Regions from separate parts of the Mus musculus genome. Here all the other regions are linked to region 1. The links are chromatin contacts, called in public Hi-C maps. All regions are on one chromosome and are shown on one strand. Each heading gives the region's core, a stretch centred on a gene start, on an enhancer-like site or on the middle of the called end of the contact. The rest is flanking DNA. Distances are from core to core; before and after follow the strand shown. Region 1 has its middle 24 kb from the start of Rps18-ps4. Region 2 has its middle 14 kb from the start of Gm33447. Region 3 has its middle 38 kb from the start of Gm33390.

Region 1 (2,771 bases), core at 21-2,520:
ACTCAGTTGTGCTTATTACTTACAGTTCCAAGAGACATAATACACCAAACACTGCTGTGTCTCTATACATTTCTCTAGGAAGCTCATAATTCCAAGTTTACAACAATTTCACAAACCTTTATTTTGACAGGGTTTCAAGAGCGCTACAGAAAATCAGCTGAGAGTCTAGTAGAATTCTTGGAATGGAAGTCTTTGAGTCTTTGAGGGGGTTCTTTCCCCATCCAGGGGTGGAACCAAGATCTTCTTGGAGTATGAGGACGTTCAGGACGATGGTGACGGGTCACCAAGACTGCTCCTTGTTCTTTGCTGCAGCAGTTATGATTTAATCTTTACAGTTTGACTTTACCCTGTGGTTTCATGTGTCTTCCAATCTGCATCGCCAGCCTTGGTCTCTGCTGAACGCTCGGTGTGTGGCAGTCCAGATCACACCTAGCAGGCATCCGTCTTTATCCACAGCTCTGTGTCTGAAGACAGATTCACTCTTCCCTCTTCTCCCCCAACCAGCTCCAGGTCAGGTGTTGCCTACTTGGGAAATGGCGACATTTTGCTAGTCTGTAGGAAACATGCTAAATAATTTTCAAAGAAGAGAGAGGATTTAGAAACTTGTTTACTTCCTGGAACTGAGATGAGAGCATCTCCCTTTTTCTCATTGCTTCAAAAGATGCATATACATATGAATGCATGTATGTATGAATGCACATATTATGAATGCATGTACGTGTGAATGCATGTATGTATGATTTGTACATGTTTGTGTGTGGGTGCACTGTGCTATGGCACTGTCATGGAGGCAAATGGGCAACTTGTGGCAGTCAGTTCTCTCCTTCCACCATGTGAGCCCTGGGGAACAAACTCTAGTCATCAGGATTGGTGGCAAGTTCCATCACCCATTGAATGATCCCACCAGCTCCCCTCTTACTGTTTTTAAACAGAGAGAATCTAACAAAGCAGAACCATTGCAGAAAATTATAGTAGCTTCAGGAAAAGGAGAGAGAGAGAGAGAGAGAGAGAGAGAGAGAGAGAGAGAGAGAGAGAGAGATGAAGGAATGACTTTGTCTTTGTGTTGAGATGGGGTTAGGCAGGGATTCCAGAGCCAGATGCCATTTTGGAATGAAGTCAGTGGCCATTGCTCCGGCATTCCCAGCATCCCAGGGGAGCAGGAGTTGGGCGTTCACTACTGGTGATGCAGCATCTCCAGCCAGCACGGCTCCATGCAGCTGGGCACCAAGCATGCTGATGACGTCACCGAGCACAGCTGCTGCAATATCTGCTTTGGAGTTTGTTCCCAGCCTGGCTTAGACTTGGCATTGTTCTGGCTGGGCCTGAGCAGTCAGTGGAAGTCTTTAGGCACATTCTGTGCTTTCTAGGCTTGTCCAGGATACAATTTACTTCTCTGATCTATTTATCCCGAAAAAGGAGGTTGCAGCCGCTGCTGTTGCTCGTAATTCTTTCTTCATGGTGTCTTTCCACACCAGTGTCAAGAGAGAGAATGTGGACTGACAGCTGATTCTCCCTGACTCTTTGTCTTCCAGTTCAATGATACACATTAGCAGAGACTGAGCTGTCCCGGGGGAGAGCAGACTCCACACCCAGGCAATCTGGCTTTGAATCCTACTCCCACCATCTGATGAGCTATATGATATTGAGCAAAAGACTTAATTTCCCTAAGTCTCAATTACTTCATTTATTAAAAGTAAATACTAATCTTACACGACTATTTTAGTAGTGTGCTTGACCTATGCAATTGTAGTTATTGTAGCTTTTCTTACTGATGATTCATTTCATAACATTTATAGTAAAACTAAAAGTCTATCATTTCTAAGATGTATCTTTAACCTAGTAGCCATTTGTTATGTAATTGTAACATCAACCATTAATTTCACTTTCATTAGAGCATGTGCCATAGACGAAGCTGAGATTTTTGTTTTTTTTTTGCTATATTTAACAACTAAGCTTTAATAATCAGCCCAAGATCTCAGAGTTTTTAGAAGTAGAATCAAAACTTTGTCAGATTCTGCTCTGTTCTTTTTTCTATTGTTCCACGGTGATTTGGACTTTGAATAGGTTGTTCAATCGATATTTGTTGAAAGTTGCCTTGGCACTAGAAGGAGAGGGATGAAATCAGGTGTGAAGAACTAGCTGTCAATAGCGAAGCTGTAGAGGGAAGCTGATTTAAGGCCATTCCCCCAAGAGCTGGGTTCTTCATACAAGGCACACATGTTGCTACTTTATGTGCTCTGAGTGCAATGCATCTGTATGTGAAACCTGAAGGCATCTTTATAAATCATGGTACCCTGTACAATGGATACATGACATGACAAAAGTTTGTAAATCAGTTATTTGGGAATTCATAAAATGTTCTCTGATCCTAGCCACTTATCTCCCGGGTCCTCTCGGACCCATTCCTATTCTCTACTGCCCAACTTTGTATCATTTGTTTTTTCTTTCTTAAATACCAACCAAGTCCAATCTGTGCTGTCTGTATATTCTTGGATGTATGGCCTTCCACTGGAGTGTGGGTGACTTATCAGGAGCTACATCTATAAAGAAAACTGACTCTTTCTTTCTCCCAGCAGCTCTCCATGGCCAATAGATCCTCAGCTAGGGGAAGAATTTGATCTTCGACTCCTCTCTCCATGGCGGTATTGGACAGGCTTGAGCTTGCACAGATGAGGGCAAGATATTATAGCCACTGTGAGTTTGTATGTATAGCTGCCCTGCTCTATCCGGACAACATTGTTTCCTTATGTCTGTCTACTGCCTTTGGCTTT
Region 2 (2,914 bases), core at 202-2,701, 380 kb after region 1:
AAGGAGGGTACTAACATAGCTTAGGGGAGGGCTGCATGATAAACTGTAGAGTCTCCTGCTTCCCCCCACCCCAAGCTCTTGTCTCAGTAGTCAGCATACTGCATAGAAGGTGCACATCACTGTTGAAATGTTGATCTGTGATCTACTGACATTGACCAACAAAGTTGAACATAGAGGGTAAATGTCTAAGAACAATGCCCATGACAATATCAATGGTTGGCTAGGAAGAGCAATCACATGTGGCCTCAAAGTGAGGGGAGGCAGATATTTCCTCAGGTTTACAGGAACACAGTTTCTGCACTTGCATTTATTCCAATTGCTAACTATGTGCATAGTGTGCAAAGAATGAATACTTAACACAGCTCTCCTCTTTTCAAAAAAAATACACACACACACATACACACACACATATATATATATGTATATACATATATATATATATATATATACATATATATATATACCCACAGTGTTCTTTTAATTCTAATGACTACCTCAAAAAGAATACCTCTTTAAAAACAAAACCAGGACATGGAGCTATCTGGGTAGAGAAGATGACCTGGGAGGAAGAGGGTGAACATGATCAATATATTGTACAAGATACTTAAGTGATTAACAAAAAGTGGTTTTTAATTAATGACTAGCTCAGGGCCGTAGAGACGACTCATTAGTAAAGAGCACTGTGCTTTTCCAGAGGCCCGGGTTTGGATTCCCAGCAGCTATGTGGGGTCTCACACCTACTGCAGGTCCAGGTCCAGAGAAAATGCTGTTCCGGCTACTGCAGGCACTAGGCACACACATGGTGCACAGATACAGAAGTAGGCAAAATGCCCATACATATAACATAAAATCATAAAAATTTTTAAAGAACTTGATTTTGAAAATACATAAAGGTAGGAGTGCATATCTGAAAACCTTTTCTTGGTGTCCCAGAAAGGATGGCATATTTCTCAGAGTTAAGATCATCTATGGAAAACATCAAGTATCTAAGTATGTTACAATATTCTAACAATGCCTAAGTGAACACACACACACAGAGAGAGAGAGAGAGAGAGAGAGAGAGAGAGAGAGAGAGAGGTGACTTTCAATTCCAAAGAGACGCCTCCCTCCTCAGTCACATCCCGACAGCTCTCATTGACTAGATCTAGCGTCGAATTCACTTTGCAGTTAAGCCTGTGCAAGCGCTCTGCCCAGGACTATCTCTGGCAGCACAAACTCCTACAGCTGTCACTGAGTCACATGGAACGTCAGGCAGGAGTTTTGTTTTTTAATGATTTTATTTTGGTCTTGGGGGAGGAGGGCAGGCAAGAAAGACAGCACAAGATGAAGAAAAGCTGTCAGGAAAGTAGACACATTCCGAAAGCCAAACAAGCTGCTTCCTGGAACAGTGTCACTTTCTGCGTTGTTTATCACACGCTGAAGTAATCTGCACATTGCTAGGGAAGGTGGAACTTTCCATGCATTCCCGCCATCCTAAAAGCCAATGGCTGTCCCCTCCCACTGCTGCCTTGTTACTATGGAAACGATGATGCACAGCAGGACAAGGAATGACATCATAGGATTTAAATAGAGATAGTAACAAAGGGGCCTTCTGTAATATACACAGAAATTGCTTTCCTTTGGCAAAGTATTCTGAAATATATATATTTGCAATAGGTACAAATATTTACTTAGCTACATTATAATCGATCCTATAAGAATAGCACCTAGCAGTAAAGATGCTTTACCCAACTTTGTTCCAAATTATTTCTTTCTTTTTTTTTTTTTTTTAAAAAAACCCAAACATCTTTTTTTTTTAAAATTTATTTATTTATTTATTATATGTAAGTACACTGTAGCTGTCTTCCGACAGTCCAGAAGAGGAAGCCAGATCTCATTACGGGTGGTTGTGAGCCACCATGTGGTTGCTGGGATTTGAACTCCGGACCTTCGGAAGAGCAGTCGGGTGCTCTTACCCGCTGAGCCATCTCACCAGCCCCCAAATTATTTCTTTTTCTGTTTTCCATCTTGAAATTTATTGAATAAACAAAATGCAGCTGATACACCAGTGTGAAACTAATATAAAGATATCCATTATTCTGCATATTTACTAAAGGTGGATTTTAAAGTTAAGATAATAACTTAGAAAAAGAAATGCATAGACATTTATCGTAGAAGCTGTGGTCTACTTAAGTGAATAATGTAAGTGTCTTTAATATAAATGTTAAGATTATTTTTAAAGGGCATGAAATTGAGAGTCAGGTGCTACAAGGAGAGTTGTAAAAGCATTGTCAGGGTGGCAGGATTCCATGGATGGGAAAAAAAACAAATAAAAATTGTGAATTACATGTTAAACTGAATTAGAATTAGTTCTCTTCCTTTCAAATATTACATGATGGTTAGCTTGTCTAATATGAAAAGAGCCTAGCCTAACACTTGCCAACCTAACCTGGAAAAAAAAATCATTTCAGCTTCATCTCAGCCTAGGAAAGTTTCTAAGACTCAAACTATCAAATGCTATGGTTAGCCTGGATGGCATCTTACTGCAGACTGATGGGTGTGCCCAAGACAACTGTCTTGGCTCCCTAATCTGGAAGATAAGAAGATGCCACTCATAGCATCAGGTTTGTATGAAAACTTGACCTAATAAAAAGTCAGCCGCATGTCAGGCATTCCATAAACGCTGGCTTGCTGGCACTGAAGATTCAGCATTCCCTGGCCGTATGGAGGTGGGCGGCTACAGGGCTGAAGGGAAAGCTCCCAGCTTGGCCTTAAGTTTGCTGTGAATGAGCTGTGAAGTGGGCTATCCACACAGCAGATAAGCAAGCTGTGGCTGCTCTTGGAAAAGGACACCACCCCACCTCAGCAATCCAGGGTAAGGTGCGGGAATTGGGGTGTTCGTGGGAATTCTGGATGGGGACTGACACTGAGCACT
Region 3 (2,857 bases), core at 231-2,730, 440 kb after region 1:
TTTGGGGCATGGCTATATCTACCTGGGTCACAGTGACATCTCTGACACTCAGCACAATGCCCTGTATGTAGGAGGTGGTGAAACAAGATGAGAATGGATGAGAGAAGAATGTGTTTTTATCCCACTCAAAAATAAACATGAATACTTAAGTGTAGAGCGTGCAGGTGGAGATGCCAGGACCTAAAGGAAGAACGACCCTTCCTTGTATGCAGATACGGTGACTGGCCAGGGTGGGCAGTCAGGGGTCCTGGAGTTAGCCCTTTATCTAGAGGACACTAACAAAGAAAATGCTTAGTGGGGCTGGGGACGCAGCTCAGTTAGTAGTGTGCTTGCCTAGCACACACAAAGCCCTGAGTTCAATCCCCATCACCAAATAACCGACGTGCGCATGCAATCCTGGTGCTCAGAATGTGAAAGAAGTAGGAGCAGAAGCTCAAAATCACCCTTGGATACATAGCGGGAAGGAGAGGGGGAGACAGACAGACAGACAGAGAGACAGACAGAGAGACAGAACAGGAAGAGAGACAAAGCCCTGTGTGATAGAATCTGGAGGCTTCAATGGCTACCTCAATTCAACAGAGCCCCTGTGCCATCCCCACAGACCCCGGAGTTGGTAGCCTAAGCCTCTAAGCAACTTCAGTCTTAGACCAACCCTCCCCCACCCCCCTATTAGTCAGAAACACACAGAAAACAGCAGGGCTGGCTGGCTCAGGGAGACTGGGAAATACAGTGGCATTTTTTTTTTTTTTTTTTTTTTTTTTTTTTTTGTTAATGAGCAGGAAACACAAGCTCCTGTGTGGAGCGAGAGGGGGAAAGGCACTGAAAGTAATTTATATCTGAAACTGTTTAGCTGCCCGTGGGAAACATGCTAATTCACAGCAGACCCCCATGTTTTGGGCTTTTTAAAATCAGTCTCTTTCTGTTTCCTGTTAGCAAAAAACCATTTTTTTCTCAATCCATTAGATTCTTCCAAGGGTTGATAAAGCTTGGAATCCTACATATCCTATGAGAAGTAATCAAAACTCCTAATTAAAGTTTTGTTCTCACAGTGAAGCCTTGAACCTGTGCCCTTTGGCTCCGTGGCTAATTCATTTTGCTCTCCAGCCAAAGGATAAATGGATGTCGGGGGGGGGGGGAGGGGGGAGCTAGTATCAGAAATTTATTAGCCATCGTTTCTGTTTTGGAAAGAGAAATCTTCTTGCTGTAACAGGACAGCTCAGAGTCTGTTGTGCATCCCTGCATCCCTGACACCCCAGCTCAGAGTCACATCACAGCTGGCAGTCGGTGTGAGGTGACTGAAGCCTTGCCGGGACCCATCACCAGTGGCCCATCAGTCTCTCTGGCAAGGGAGACAGGAACAGCTTGCCAAACAGGTCACGGAACCTATCGATGGGAAACTGGAAGTGGGCCTGACACAGACAGCTTGGTCATCTTGCTAATTTTAAGCAGACAATCCATATTCGGAGGTTTGGAGGGCTGCCTGGGATCTGCTCGCCACAAAAGCAAACTGGAGCGTACAAATGAAGGCGGAGATGAGCCACCTGCTCATTCCCCAAGGCAGACTTCATCTTCTTCCGAAGTCAAAATACTTTTCCAACCACAGGTCTAAATATTTGGAATTGGAGGCAAAGCTGGAACATGCGGTCAGGCCTAGATATACACGTGTATCTGTCACCTCACGCTCAACCCGGGCACACTTGAGAGCCACCCCGTCATCTCACATAACTGGGAAGGACAAACATTTTCTAAGACTTTTAGATTTGCTTTCATTTAATTTTATATTATTTTACTGTATTGCCATGGGGTCTCTAACTCCTGAGTTCAAGTCACCCTCCTGTCTTAGTCTTTTCCATAGCTGATGCTACAGGCCTGTACCAGCCAGGAGAACATATTTTATAGACTTTCAGTGTTGCAAAGTGTCACTAGAACATATAAGCCCTGGTAGTATCTGAAGCTCCCAATGCTGGCCTAATTGTAATTTAGAGGAAGAGATACTCCAAATTCAAACATCAATGCAGCACATGTCTCGGCCCTTTTCCTTTTTGGCAATAATGAAAGTACCACTTTGGAGACCTTCGGAGACTGCTTGGAAATTTCTGGAAAGTAAATGACACGTAAATGCTTCCTTTCTGCAACCAAGTGTCAGTCATTATGCAAAATTAGTTTTTGCTTCCTAAACATCTTTTGTGTTCATAAAGAGTTCTTGCTGGAAGAGGGAGGGGTATAGACAGATGAAAAGGAAACTCTGGGATGGGAACAGCAGCAGACATTGAGAGACTCAGAAGAGTCCGCCCAAAGGGTGACCTCATATCCTTCTCTGGGGCTTCTAGAAGGGACTAGTGGCTTCCTAAAATAGATGGAAAGTTGATATCGCATGAGCATCCTAACTAATCAAGATGAAGCACACCTGTGGGTCATCTTCCTCTCCATCACCCACCAGTAGCTTCCCCCAGCACCTGGCAAGTCCTCTAATGTTCATGAGCTCCAACGGACTGTGAGGAGATAGAGGGATGAAATTTGAATAGGCCAAGTGGCCAATTCATTGATCTTCATAGTCTGTTCTGTGATGTAACAACAATGTCTTTTGAAGACAGAGGCTTAAGTATCCAGGTTGGCCTGTAACTCATTATGTAGCTAAGGATGATGTCGGTCATTTGACCCTCCTGCTTCTACCTCACAAATGCTAATATTACAGCTGTGGTGGTTTGAATATACTTGGCTCAATGGGAGGTGACATTATTAGGAGATGTGGCCCTAATGGACAAGGTGTGGCCTTCTTAGAGGAAATGTATCAATGCAGAGGCGGGACTTTAGGGTCTCATACGTACCCTCAAGCTTCGCCCAGTGTGGAATTCAG

The links. Hi-C and Micro-C count contacts between places; a contact is called where the count stands out from the background.
Region 2: a contact with region 1 is called in a Hi-C map of myocytes, with 3 times the contacts expected there. The contact joins two enhancer-like sites. A contact is called at or near these places in 7 of 484 Hi-C or Micro-C datasets (the C2C12 cell line, the N1E-115 cell line, cerebral cortex and 2 more), 3 of 115 datasets of contacts at active chromatin or transcription factors (embryonic basal ganglia, pancreatic cancer cells and stem cell-derived neural progenitor cells) and 1 of 9 other capture datasets (embryonic stem cells).
Region 3: a Hi-C map of myocytes shows a contact between it and region 1, with 2.8 times the contacts expected there. The contact joins two enhancer-like sites. A contact is called at or near these places in 3 of 484 Hi-C or Micro-C datasets (bone marrow-derived macrophages, myocytes and nephron progenitors).

Annotation. Positions count from the first base shown.
Region 1 is chr13:97,773,715-97,776,485 of GRCm38.p6, reverse strand. No RefSeq gene overlaps it. Among named protein-coding and RNA genes, the nearest start is that of Rps18-ps4, 24 kb to the right of the region's middle. Within about 2 kb of position 1,270, at least 96 of the 459 cell types and tissues checked have an H3K27ac peak or open chromatin away from gene starts, as enhancers often do. A contact at or near this core is called in the C2C12 cell line, the N1E-115 cell line, cerebral cortex and 3 more, where this site is marked.
Region 2 is chr13:97,389,113-97,392,026 of GRCm38.p6, reverse strand. No RefSeq gene overlaps it. Among named protein-coding and RNA genes, the nearest start is that of Gm33447, 14 kb to the right of the region's middle. Within about 2 kb of position 1,451, at least 96 of the 459 cell types and tissues checked have an H3K27ac peak or open chromatin away from gene starts, as enhancers often do. A contact at or near this core is called in the C2C12 cell line, the N1E-115 cell line, cerebral cortex and 3 more, where this site is marked.
Region 3 is chr13:97,336,019-97,338,875 of GRCm38.p6, reverse strand. No RefSeq gene overlaps it. Among named protein-coding and RNA genes, the nearest start is that of Gm33390, 38 kb to the right of the region's middle. Within about 2 kb of position 1,480, at least 22 of the 459 cell types and tissues checked have an H3K27ac peak or open chromatin away from gene starts, as enhancers often do. A contact at or near this core is called in myocytes, where this site is marked.